Regions from separate parts of the Mus musculus genome. Here region 2 is linked to region 1. Evidence: chromatin contacts called from public promoter capture Hi-C data. All regions are on one chromosome and are shown on one strand. The core of a region is the stretch at or near the end of the contact, and the rest is flanking DNA. Distances in the headings are between cores, read along the strand shown.

Region 1 (6,468 bases), core at 3,135-5,634:
TGAGTTACTTAACCTCCTTTATGAAAAAAGGAAAAACTACCAAACTAGGTCCATACTGATCGGTTGTGTAACAGATTCCTCAGAGACTGAAACCTTCCATCCTGCAGAGAAGCTCCTTAAGCAGCTGTCACCCTTGCTGGACTGGGCTTTGGTGTCTTTGAGTCCTTTCTGCTCCTCTAAGTAACCCATCACCCACATTTCTGTAAGTAACCCCAATAAAATCCATGGTTCACCAGTGTGGACTTTGGTGGCATCTTGGTTTTTTTAGGTGACAAGATGGACACAGTATTGGAGCAGTAGCTGAGAGTTTTACATTTGGAATGCAAGCAAGAGGAAGACAGAAACAGTGGACATGGCTTGGCTTATGAAACTTCAAAGCCCACCTCCAGCGACGTACTTCCTCCAATAAGGCCACACCTCCTAATCCTTCTGAAACAGTGCCACTCCCTGATTATGCATTCGAACACATGAAAAAGTGGGGCTGGTTCTTCTTCTTCTTCTTCTTCTTCTTCTTCTTCTTCTTCTTCTTCTTCTTCTTCTTCTTCTTCTTCTTCTTCTTCTTCTTCTTCTTCTTCTCCTCCTCCTCCTCCTCCTCCTCCTCCTCTTCCTCCTCCTCCTCCTTCTCCTCTCCTCCTCCTTCTCCTCTCCTCCTCCTCCTCCTCTTCCTCCTCCTTCTCCTTCTTCTTCTAGATTTATTTATTTTATGTATGTGAGTACACTGTAGCTGTTCAGATGGTTGTGAGCCTTCATATGGTTGTTGGGAATTGAATTTTTAGCACCTCTGCTCGCTCCGGTTGGCCCTGCTCGCTCCGGCCCAAAGATTTATTTATTATTATACATAAGTACACTGTAGCTGACTTCAGCCACACCAGAAGAGGGCATCAGATCTCATTACAAGTGGTTGTGAGCCACCATGTGGTTGCTGGGAATTGAGCTCAGGACCTCTGGAAGAGCAGTCAGTGCTCTTAACCGCTGAGCCATCTCTCCAGCCCCCTCTTTTATTTTCTGTCGCTTGCTAATACATACCACGCACATTCCCAGCCACCTCATCCAACTTAGAATGAGGACATGGATGGCTATCTAAGCCCGTGTCTCTTCACAGTCTTCTGTCTGGTGGTAATCATTTGCAATACTCATATTTATTTACTTAAGCAGTAGGAAGAAACTGGGGACTGGGGACTTTGGGTTCATTATCTTATTATTCTGTCTTGCAGTTAGTAAGATATGTCAATCACAGAGGGTCTCTCAAGTCTTTGTGCACCCCAAGGATAATCTGCCTGAGTGCTGGTGTTATGTAGGCATATGCCGCCTGTAGTCTGCCTGGTTGCAGGTTTCTAGCCCAGGAGATTATCTTTGGTTGTCTGCATGGACCCGGTGTAATCATAGGCTTCCAAAAGTGAAAGAGGGAGTTGGGAGGTGGGAAGGATGTTTGACTCCAAGTCCAAGCAGAGGGTTGTGATGCGGACCTTGAAAACAGAAGAGAGCCATGAGGTCAGATTGCTGGCCTCAAATGTTGGTCTTTGCCTGAGGGATTCCAGAAGGAAGATGGTCTATTTTTAACCCAGTGAGATGCACTTCACATTTTGAAACTCTAGGACTATAAGATAACAAATTTACTAAATCCCAATCCACTAAACGTATGGTTATTGATGACTGTTATGTGGAGCCCAGCAGAGATGACCACTCAGACAGTTTCTAGTCAACTGAAAGTCTTTATTCCAGTCAGCTGGGACTACAGTCAGGTATTTGAGACCCGAGGGTAGCACTAAGTGTCCAGAGCACAGGGTTATAGAAAGCAGAAACCACATCCAGGCATCTTTTGCTGTGCAGGAAAGAAGGTTTGTACAGGCAGAGAGTTTAAGAGAAGATAATCTGGGATATCTTGACCTTGGGTCCTTAGAGTAGGGCTGGGTAATTTTCCATGGCATTCTCCATCAAGGAGATGAAATTTTTTCTTTTCGTTTTTTCTTTTCTTTTCTTTTTCTTTCTTTCTTTCTTTCTTTCTTTCTTTCTTTCTTTCTTTCTTTCTTTCTTTCTTTTTTTTGAGACAGGGTTTCTCTGTGTAGCCCTGGCTGTCCTAGAACTCACTCTGTAGACCAGGCTGGCCTCGAACTCAGAAATCCGCCTACTCCTCCTGAGTGCTGGGATTAAAGGCGTGCGCCACCACTAGCCTCAGCAAGACCACAAGATGGAGGAACCTCAGAACTGTCACACCCTGTCACAATAGCAGAATCAAAACACAAATAAGAGCTCATTATGAACTTTATGTGCCAGAATTTGTACCAGATCTTGATTGATATTTTCACACTTTCCTTTTTTTTAGATTTGTTTGTTTATTTATTTATTATATGTAAGTACACTATAGCTGTCTTCAGACACCCCAGAAGAGGGCATCAGATCTCATTATGGATGGCTGTGAGCCACCATGTGGTTGCTGGAATTTGAACTCAGGTCCTTCAGAAGAACAGTCAGTGCTCTTAACTGCTGAGCCATCTCTCACCAGCCCTTCACACTTTCTTTATACATGTTAGAACTCAGTCTTCAGCTGAGAACTGTTTTTGAGAGTGCTCAACAGGAATTAGGAGCTGTCAAACTGAGATGCCCCTGAGAGCCAGGAAGAGCTTCTCCTAGACACCTGTCTTGTTAGGTTTTACTGCTGTGAACAAACACGATGACCAAGGCAACTCTTATAAGGACAACATTTAACTGGGGCTGGTTTACAGGTCCAGAGTTTCAGGACACTATCATCAAGGAGGGAGTATGGAAGCCTCCAGGCAGGCATAATGCAGATGGAGCTGAGAGTTCTACATCTTCATCTGAAGACTGCTAGCAGAATACTGGCTTCCAGGCAGCTAGGATGAGGGTCTTAAAGCCCACACCCACAGTGACACACTTACTCCAACAGGGGCCCATCTTCTAATAGTGGCACTCTCTGGGCTGAGCACATACAAACCATCACACCACCCCAGCTGCATGTATGTTATAGGCTATTCACCAGAAATTTTTTTAGTATCTCGCCTCACCAAGAACAGAGTGGTCCTCCTGTACAGTGGGGACCTTGGTTGATAATTTCCTTTTCATTCTAAAAAGCAGAGATTTGGGATTGAAGAGCAAGCAGGTGTGTGTGTGTGTGTGTGTGTGTGTGTGTGTGTGTGTGTGTGTATGTGTCAAGGTGGGTTTGTGGGGAGGGAGACTTAGACACACTGCCATAATTTCTCACGAGGCTGCTCTTCCTTAATCTATCTAAAACCTCAGCGTGGAGAGAGAGCACCTGGCAGTCTGTCTACAGTCCAGTTGGAAGGGAAGGTTATGGAGTGGCAGTCTCCTAGTCAGCGTGCCCTTTCGTTGAGATAATTCATCCCACCGCTGCTGGTAGAAACACAGGCAGTGTTTCTAGAAGTAACCCGTTCTCTGACTAACGTGGCAGAAAAGACAGCCAACTATCTTCCACTTTATTCCCCATATACAAGTGAGCCGCGGTTCTTTTGTTATGAATACTCATCATTGCCTAAATTTAGATAATTTTATTAAAAGCTCACTGTAAACTTTTTCTTTGTGCGTGCTGAGCATGGCTGGTACCTAAGACTTCCCACATGCTTGGCAAGTCTCTACCAGTCACTATGTGATGTCTTTTGATGAATAAACTTATCTTTTAGGGTGACGATTTTCTACATTGTTCGTGTTTATTAGTGCTTAGTTTTAAAATGTAGTCGAACCATTTTACATGCGACAACGGTTTAGGAAACAGTTTCAGTTACCATCTATGATAAAGTAACTTTCTATTCATGCAGAGGCTTATCCTAAAATAAATTTATTTAAGAATAAAAGTGAGAGGGCTGGTGAGATGGCTCAGTGGGTAAGAGCACCCGACTGCTCTTCCGAAGGTCAGGAGTTCAAATCCCAGCAACCACATGGTGGCTCACAACCATCAGTAATGAGATCTGACTCCCTCTTCTGGAGTGTCTGAGGACAGCTACAGTGTACTTACAATAAATAAATAAATCTTTAAAAAAAATTCATATACATAAAAAAGAATAAAAGTGCGTTAGTTAACTCAGTAAGAACGTAAATAGTTTTCGGTTACTACAAGCAATCACAGTTTGCCAAAACCTGTTTAGCCTCCCGAAGTGGGCTATCACCCGGCTACGGAAGCCGGGAAGGCGAAAGGCGAAAATGGCTGCTAAGTAACATCCCATGCTGCCCCCTAGAGGAGGTGTAGCGTGCGTGCACCGCGGCCCGACGTGTAGCCCTAGCCGTGGCGCGCCGGCGCAGGCGCAGTTGACGACGCCGTCTCCCTGGTGCTGCCATAGCGGAACAGGACTGCAGTGCGCAGGCGCAGTTGACGACGCTGCTCCCAGGCGCTGCCGTAGCGGAGCAGGGCTGCAGTGCGCAGGCGTAGGCGAGCGCGGAGGCGCGGTCACCATGGCGCTGTCGTAGCGGTGCAGGTGCCTGGGATCCAGCATGAGCGCGTCCGAGACGGACCGCTGGGCGTGGCTGCTGGTGTTGAGCTTCGTGTTCGGGTGTAACTTGCTGCGCATCCTCCTGCCGTCCCTGTCCTCGTTTGTAAGTAGCTGCCGGGGGCGGGGAGCGGCCGAGCGCGGGGCCTTGCGCGGTCCATGCTGCAAGCTCTCTTCCTCCAGGTGCCTCCGAGCTTCTCACAGATCGCGAGGTTGCAACCAGCTCTGGAGGGTGGGAGGTCCCAAGCCACGCTTCGCGACAGAGGAGCAGCCCCGGCCCAGCATCCTCACAGGTGCCTGGCTCCGGAGCGGCTGATCCCCGGCTACAGGGAGCCCCCTTCTGTTCTGTCCGTGGGAACAAGGAACACTACAGAGCAATCTAAACAGGCCATACCGTTCTTGCACATTCAGGTTTCTGTTTATGTATGGGGGGTGTTTTTCCTGCGTGTGTATCTGTGCACTGTGTGCTTTCATTGCCAGCAGAGTCCAGAAGAGAGCGCTGGATGCTCTGGAATTGGAGTTACAGACATTAGTTATCTGCCACGTGGGTCCTGGGAACAGAACCCAGGCCCTCTATAGTAGTATCCAGTGCTCTTATCCACTGAGCCATCTCCAGCCCCAACATACTTTCCATATTTTACTCATGCCTGTATAATGAAGTCTGCACACAGTTCTCCAAAGGACTGGATGCAGAAAGGTTTAGAAGGACTTTTCTGTGTACTGGAAGAGGGATTGGGGACTACTAACTGGGGATGGATGTCCCCACACTCAATGACCTGTCTGCAAAGTTCTCTTCATCTGTCCTGCTATCTGTAGCCTTTAAACCATTTAAAAAAAACTATTTGTTATGTGAGAGTTTCGCTTGCATGTATGTAAGTGCATCACACGTATGCAGTGCTTTTGAGTCCAGAAGGGGCATTGATTCCCTGACACTGGAGTCAAGGACTCCATGTGAGCCACTATGTGAGTGTGCTCTTGACCACTGAGCTATCTCTCCACCCTCTTAATCTGTAGCCATTAAAGATTTTATGTGTGTGTGTGTGTGTGTGTGTTCTGAGTGTATGTATATGCACCATGTGAACGAGGTTGCCTGAGGAGGCCAGAAGAGGCAGTCACATTCTCTGGAACTGACTTATAGATGGTGTGAGCAGCCACATGCATGCTGGGAACTGAACCTGGATCCTCTGAAAGAGCCACAAGTGTGCTTAACCCCCAACACATCTCTCTAACCTGTATCTATAGCCTTGGAAAACATGTTCTGTAATAAACCAGTGGGCAAGATTTTTGCTCTGAGTTTCGTGAGCTGGTCTAGCAAATTGGTGAAGCCTGAAGAGGGGTCAAGGGAACTCTGACTTGTAGCTGGGCTGTGTGATTTGTGAGTGAGACCCCCCCTCCCCATCTGTGGGATTTGACACTCTCTGCAGAATGGGGAATACCTAGCATGTGAACCCACACATTTGGGATCACTGCAGTCATCTGTGTTGTGGACGGTTGGTAGGAGAGACTGAACATGATACCTTCATCATCTGTCTTTCTGGAGAGGCATCTAGTCCTTCACCCCTGTAATCTTTTTGTTAGTTTCAGTGGTTAAAGTTGCTTGTGTGTTTGGCTAGCAATCCCTTGTGGTTATGTGTGTTCTCATTCTGCTTTCTTGTGTGTTTTATTTTTCCACCGTGTGTGTGTGTGTGTGTGTGTGTGTGTGTATGTGTGTAAGGCTGAGGTCAGTTGGTGTCAAGGATAGCCCTTGGCCACTCTTCTGCCTTATTCATTGAGGCAGGGTCTCTCAGTAAAACCCAGAGTACACTGACTGGGCTAGCTTGCTGTGGGGACCCTGGCTCCCTCCCTATCTACACTCACCTTTCAGGTGGTTCCTTGTGCTTGTATAGCAGGAGTTTTAGCTCCTGAGCCGGATCCTTACCTTGAGGGTTCCACGTCCTCCTGTCCTGTGTCTTGTTCCCTTTCACCTCACAGTCGAGCTAAGGGAATGGAACTCAGATGTTTAGGGAGGCTG
Region 2 (7,111 bases), core at 2,419-4,918, 84 kb after region 1:
GTGGACACACTGTGGACCAGGAACACTTGTGTGGACACACTGCACTAGAAACACTTGTGTGGACACACTGCTGACTAGATACACTTGTGTGGACACACTGCTGACTAGATACACTTGTGTGGACACACTGTGGACCAGGAACACTTGTGTGGACACACTGTGGACTAGGAACACTTGTGTGGACACACTGTGGACCAGGAACACTTGTGTGGACACACTGTGCACTAGGAACACTTGTGTGGACACACTGGACTAGGAGACATTTGGCTTTTGCTTCCTTGTGGTTTTAAATATCTGTTGGTGATAAAACAGTAACTATGTAATTCTCTACAGGTAGGTAAGTATCACATGAGTATGTTAATGGGAGAATGGCAGTTTACAGTGACTGGGAATATGAAGGATGTGGTGGGATCCTTAGCTACCAGAGGCTAGGTGAAAACCCTAGAAATCACCTTGTGCTGTGAAAGCAGCTGGTTTCTTGAGACACAAGGACAACACATTTGCAAAAAGGGGTTGCTGCTGTCATTGTCTTTGTGACCCACTCTGGGGCAGCAGGTATTTTAGGATCGTCCTTACAATTTTTCTGCCATGGCTTTAAAAAAATTGAAGAGTATTTTAGTCTCTTTCCTGTCTATATCACACCTGTGTTAAAAGACGTGAGTCAGACTTCCAGTTACAGCCAGGAGAGCAGCTGAGGAGGACATAACAAGGGACGAGTACCCCAGCACACAGTAGGCCATCAGCAAGACCTGTGATGAGACTTGGTCCCCGACTAGAAAAAAAGGTTCATGTAGAGATGGAAAAGGAACTCCTTGGTACTCTGATGTATTGCTTAAGGAACAACTTAAGCAATGCTGTGTAGACAACCGGTGAGGTGGGGTCTGCCATCTTGAATGGTTGGTTTAGTCAGCTGAGTGATAACATTTGCTGGGGTCACCAGTGCAGCCTTTGCTGCATTCCTCTGTGTGTGTGTGTGTGTGTGTGTGTGTGTGCGTATGTGTATGTACACAGAGTGAACATTCCATCTCAAAATTTTCATGGAAAAGAAGCTTCAAGATGGTTTGTGTGTTCTTAGGACATCTTGAAGCTGGTGGGAATGGCTATCACAGTTTGTTACTGGTTCATAAAATTATAACCTTCCATTTATATTACACAGGACTTGATGCCTCCCCCATCCCCATGTTTCTTTTATGCTGTGGATACACACCACTGCCACCTGGCCATAGAATTCTACTTAGTTTTGTTTGTTTTCTTGAGACAGGGTTCCTCTGTGTAGCCCTGGCTGTCCTGGAACTCACTCTATAGACTAGGCTGGTCTTGAACTTCAGAGATCCTCCTGCCTCTGCCTCCCGAGTGCTGGGATTAATGACAAGCACTACCACCACTACCACCTGGCCACAGACCTCTACTTTAAGGTCAACTGTCTGTCAGATTTTGGTAACAGCTCCACTGCTAAGGAATGAACTGGGACTCATTTTTGAGAATTTTATAAAATTCCATCAGAAGAACTGGGGAAAATGCAAAAGTGATAAATTTACCATCAAACTAGGAGTAAAGCAAATTGCCACAGGGCCACAGGGCCACAGGGCCACAGGGCCACAGGGTCACAGGGTCACAGGGCTACAGGGCCACAGGGCCACAGGGTCACAGGGTCACAGGGTCACAGGGCCACAGAGCCACAGGGCCACAGGGTCACAGGGTCACAGGGCTACAGGGCCACAGGGCCACAGGGCCACAGAACCACAGGGCTACAGAGCCACAGAGCCACAGAACCACAGGGCCAAGAGCCACAGGGCCACAGAACCACAGGGCCACAGGCAGCTTCCCAAATACTGCAGATCCATCACTACTCACAACACTTGTAGAGTTCCTTGAAAATTATGCAGTTCTGAGATGACGACCATGAAATCCTGAGTGTGAAATGGCACCGTGGAGAGAGAAGCCTTAGTGTGTGGTTGTTGTCCAGGTTCAACCCCAGAGTTAAAATGAAAGCAATGTGGCACTGGGCAGAGCATTTGGTGTGTTTCCCCGAGGGTTCTAGGTTGGAACCCAGCCAGTAGTAATCTGTTTCAGAGTCTGAACACCTGGACGTGAAGGCGGGACCCAGGCAGCACCGCAAATTTCACCCTTGACTCCTCTTACTTTCTTCACGTGCGCCATGGCAGATAGCAGGGTCCAAGTCCCTGGGAACCACTCAGCTTCCAGAGGCAAGCCTGTCTCTGTGCTGGGGGATTTCATACTCAGATTGAAAACGTGACCTGCTGGAGTGCGTGGCAGTGAACAGAACTGTGAAGACACTCTCTTGTGCAGTCTAGAGTTGGAATCCAAACTATGCTTGAATCTGAGGAGCAACAGTGTGTGGTTTTCAGATTCTGCTTTGGTTTTTTTTTTTTTTTTTTTGTTGTTGTTGTTGTTTGTTTGTTTTTGTCTTTTGATGCAGAGTCTCATTCTGTCACCCTGGCTGGCCTTGAACTCATGAACTCACAGAGATCCTCCTGCTTCTGCCTCCTAAATGCTGCCTTTAAAGGCATGGTGGCACAGACCCAGCATAGTATTCGGAATTGAATTCCTCCTCCTGAGGCTGGACAGATGGCTCAGTGGTTAAGAGTACTTGCTGCTCTTACCAAGCATTCAAATTTGGTTCCTAGCACCTAAATTGCCTGGGACTCAAGCTCCAAGGGATCCCATGCCTTCCTGTGGCATCCATGGGCACCCTCATATACACATGATGCACACACACGCGTACATATGTGTATAAACATACATATTAATAAACAAATAAATAACACTCCTTCCCAATGCACATGACTCAATCCTGCTTTCTAGTGGAGACTTGCACTGTTGAAATTACCCATCAGGAACTTGGCTGAAGATGCAACCGCTCTGCCTTCCACTAACAAATGGTTGGGAAGCCATAGAGAGCTTTCCTTTCTTCTGGTGTTTGGTATATGTTAGGTCTGATAACCAGTACACACCTGGCTCCGTTCTCATGATGGAGATTTATTTTCTCTTCTTTACTTGCAGCCACAAATGGTAAAATGTGGCCCTGCCTTCCTGGTTTGTGGGTTGGATAGTGAAGATCACAGTGATCATTCTGTCTTTAACAGTCTTCTCACAATATTTCCTTCCTTCTAGAATATCCGAGCCACGAGGCTACATTTGAACTCTCTCTTCTCCATTAACGCAACGAAATACTTGGCTGGAAGCCAGCACCCTTCCCTCGGCACACCTGGGTTCACTGAGGACTCACGCCCTCCCAGACAGCTAGGTGCATGTGGGTCTCTACCTCACTGTGTCAACACGAGGCTGAATGTGAAGACTGCACGCGTACGCTGCCTGAAATTTTTGGTCTTTGCTTAACGTTTGTTTCCTTGGCTATGCACAAGTAGACCTTCTCGTTAATATTCTGCAAACAGGATCTTGAGGCGTAGTTTCCCCTCTGTGACATAGCAGAAGGATTTCTTTGTGTACTGCTTGTTTTAGGCTTGGCTTTCAGAACAAAACACTTCCCAGAGAGCAATCATAAATAAAGATTGATGCCAAGAATCTACCTGGTCTTATTGTTTTTCTCCTCACCCCTTCCTGGTTCATCTCTCTGCCTCTGTGAGGACTTGAACTTGCTCTTTCTGTTCAGACTAAGTCCTGTATACCCTGTCGTGCCAATTGGTTCAGGTTTTCAAGTGATTGCTGTGCACACTCTGCAGAGCACTGACACCCACACATGCAGGGGTGCAGCTAGGACATGATGTCTGCAACTTCACGGTCTTTGTACAATTTTGGCTGCAGGAACCTCTATGATCCCCTGGCTGCCGATTGGTTTGCAGGGTCAGCAACAGCTGACTGCTTCGGATAGGTTGGACCACATCACTCTGCTTGCCTGCCAATGTTACTTTATCAGAGCTATTTTCTTCCCTGTTACATTCTGTGGCACTCCGTTTCCCCTGCCATTCTGGGCAGGGATGGATGCCTCTGGCTCTGGGGGTGGGGTAGGCGTGGGGCAGAGGTGGGGGTAAGGGTACGGGCGGGAGGCAAGGCTCCTATCTTTGCTGTGCTGTCCCCTCTTGTCACAGTCACTGTGTTAGTGTCTCCTGCAGAGAGGTCAACTTCCCTCAGCTGAGCCATGCGCTGTTTACAATGTACTATTTAGCTGCAGCAGTCAAACTCTGGAAGATAGCTCTTTTCTTGTTACCTTGGTAACAAAAAGAGACTTTTTTTTTTGAAGCAAATTAGTCCCTCCCCCAATCACTGAAGTAGCTTTCCTTTAAAAACGTTTCTCTAAGAATTGGGAACAAAACACCCATGGACGGAGTTACAAAGTTTGGAGCTGAGACAAAAGGATGGACCATTTAGAGACTGTCATACCCGGGGCTCCATCCCATAATCAGCCTCCAAGTGCTGACACCATTGCATACACTAGCAAGATTTTGCTGAAAGGACCCAGATATAGCTGTCTTTTGTGAGGCTATCCCGGTGCCTGGCAAACACAGAAGTGGATGCTCACAGTCAGCTATTGGATGGATCACAGGGCCCCCAAGGGAGGAGCTAGAGAAACTACCCAAGGAGCTAAAGGGGTCTGCAACCCTATAGGTGGAACAACAATATGAACTAACCAGTACCCCACAGAGCTCGTGCCTCTAGCTGCATATGTAGCAGAAGATGGCCTAGTTGGCCATCATTGGAAAGAGAGGCCCATTGGTCTTGCAAACTTTATATGTCCCAGTACAGGGGAACACCAGGGCCAAGAAATGGGAGTGGGTGGGTAGTGGAGTCGGGGGAAGGGTATGGGGGACTTTTGGGATAGCATTGGAAATGTAAATGAAGAAAATACCTAATTAAAAAAAATTTAAAAAAAGTTTATCTTCTAAAAGCAAGGTAGGTAAAAGACTGGTAATAGGGAAACGATGGGTGAGGTTGGCCTCTCCTTGTGAGTATGTGCACATGTGCACCCCCAAAGAACTCAAAATTCCGTGTTGAAAAACAAGGAGGACCCCTCCTCAATTAATTGACTAATTTTATGGTAATCTGATGGGATTAAAGAGCTTGATTGGTCTAAAGAAGGCCCGAGCATTCAAAGTAAGATTTTTTTTTAATTAGAAAATCAGTGACATAAAAGCTAATTTGTTTCTTTAAGCCTGAGTAGTCTTTGTTGCTCATCCCTGGGGAGGGTCCTCTGTCCCACTGGTGCAAGAACCTACCTCACACTCTAAGGACCACTAGGGGGCGACAAAACACAGGCTTCGTGGTCTGGTGCCGTGGCCTTTAGGGCCAGCTGCCTGTTTGTCCACGGTAGGGTACTTCAGGATGAAATCACTGGGCAGCCAAGGCGTTTACCAAGGAAGAGAGCAGGCAAAACTAAAACCTCTACACAATAGTGAGCTGACAAGCACGTCGTCGTTCATAATGTTTTTATTCGAGATCACGTGCAGGTCTAAAATTAAAATTTGTGCACATATGAATCTATTGCATGTAAACACAGACATATACAAAATACTGGGCTCCATGGTGACATTTTCTTTCTTTCTTTTTTTTTTTTTTTTTTTTTTGTTTGTTTGTTTTCGAGACAGGGTTTCTCTGTGTAGCCCTGGCTGTCCTGGAACTCACTTTGCAGACCAGGCTGGCCTCGAACTCAGAAATCCGCCTGCCTCTGCCTCCCGAGTGCTGGGATTAAAGGCATGTGCCAACATGCCCGGCCCATGGTGACATTTTCACACCTACCTGGCAAGCATTTTCTGCTGTTCTCCCTTATTGTACACACTCTCTCTCATGTCCCCATTCTGTCCTCTGCAAGTTCCCATGTCCTAAAAATCTTTTGTCTTTAAATGTGTATGGGTGTTTTACCTTCATGACTGTACCACATCTGCAGTACCTGGTCCCCAGGGAGGAGAGAAGAGGGAGCCACAGCCCCTAGGACTGGAGTTACAGACACCTGTAAGCCACTATGTGGGTGCCGGGACTTGATTCTTGGTTTTCTGGGAGAGTCCCCTCAAAGCTTTAAAACTTTACTAGTCGCTTATGTGTGCGTGCCTGCATTAGTTTATGTGCACTTTGTGTGTACAGGTACCTGAGGGGGCAACAGGATGGTGTGGAATCCCCAGAACTGGAGTTCCAGACAGTTGTGAACTGTCATGTGGGCAGGAACCAAACCTGGGTCCCCTGTAGGAGCAGTGACTGCTCTTAACTGCTGAGCCATGTCTCCAACCCAGTTCTTAAAAACTTCAAAGCAGGCAAATAATCCGCTTTCCCATGCTTGCCTTCCACAGGAGTCCATGCTAACTCTGCCAGCCCCATGTTGGCAATTTTGATAAGGATTCTTGATCTTCCTGGACCCTCAGGGTGATTCTGAATACCTGAATATCTGGAAACATATTCCTGACCTGAGCTAAAGCATCCTTTTATGGCTTTCTGAAGCCTATGGCTTTCTTTCTTTTCTCCCCTACATTTTTTTTTCTTCCAAAGTGCTTGGTTTTGGTGTTTTTCATTGAGTTGTGAACTCTTTTTCTTTTTTCTTTTTTTTGGTTTTTCAAGACAGGGTTTCTCTGTGTAGCCCTGGCTGTCCTGGAACTCACTCTGTAGACCAGGCTGGCCTCGAACTCAGAAATCCGCCTGCCTCTGCCTCCCAAGTGCTGGGATTAAAGGTGTGCGCCACCACTGCCAGCGAATTGTGAACTCTTTAAGGTGTGTTAGTATGCTGTGGTGTTTAAACTAGAAGCCTGGGGCTGCTCAAGCACATGGTTTCTTCTGGGATGCAGACTCAAGCTGGCGAGGACTCCAGTGTGAATGTCGTGTGGTTGGGGAAGGCTTAACGTGGGGATCCCTGTCAAGGTTAGCGTTGTTGTAGATCCAACATCTGGTTCTTGCCAGCACAGCTGCTCAGTACCTTCTCCAGGATGGACTAGTGGGAATCCAGGTCACTGTGGGAGATACAGCAGCAGCAGTGCCTTTCCTGTTAATTTTGTTGTTGATTGCATCCTGCTGTGAGTCAGGCTCCTGAATAGGAAGCCTTACATATTCATTTTTGCAACCTGGTGAATCCTGTGACAGACGGAAGGAAAACCGAGGCATCCATGTTTGTATGTGAGCTACAAAGTCTGGAAACACAAGGGCAGAATAT

The links. Promoter capture Hi-C pulls out the DNA fragments that hold promoters and counts their contacts.
Region 2: a contact with region 1 is called in a promoter capture Hi-C map of hippocampal neurons, with 2.4 times the contacts expected there. The contact joins the enhancer-like site here to the promoter of Get1 in region 1. A contact is called at or near these places in 3 of 39 promoter capture datasets (hippocampal neurons and liver), 2 of 484 Hi-C or Micro-C datasets (the P5424 cell line and cerebral cortex), 1 of 115 datasets of contacts at active chromatin or transcription factors (embryonic stem cells) and 1 of 9 other capture datasets (pancreatic islet).

The regions. Positions count from the first base shown.
Region 1 is chr16:96,141,016-96,147,483 of GRCm38.p6, forward strand. Get1 (guided entry of tail-anchored proteins factor 1) reads left to right here and starts at 4,385. Exons shown (of 5, transcript NM_207301.3): 1 at 4,385-4,563. The coding sequence starts at 4,462.
Region 2 is chr16:96,225,388-96,232,498 of GRCm38.p6, forward strand. It overlaps Sh3bgr (SH3-binding domain glutamic acid-rich protein), which reads left to right. Exons shown (of 8, transcript NM_015825.2): 8 at 3,136-3,546. Among named protein-coding and RNA genes, the nearest start is that of Sh3bgr, 28 kb to the left of the region's middle. Within about 2 kb of position 3,669, at least 22 of the 459 cell types and tissues checked have an H3K27ac peak or open chromatin away from gene starts, as enhancers often do. A contact at or near this core is called in cerebral cortex and hippocampal neurons, where this site is marked.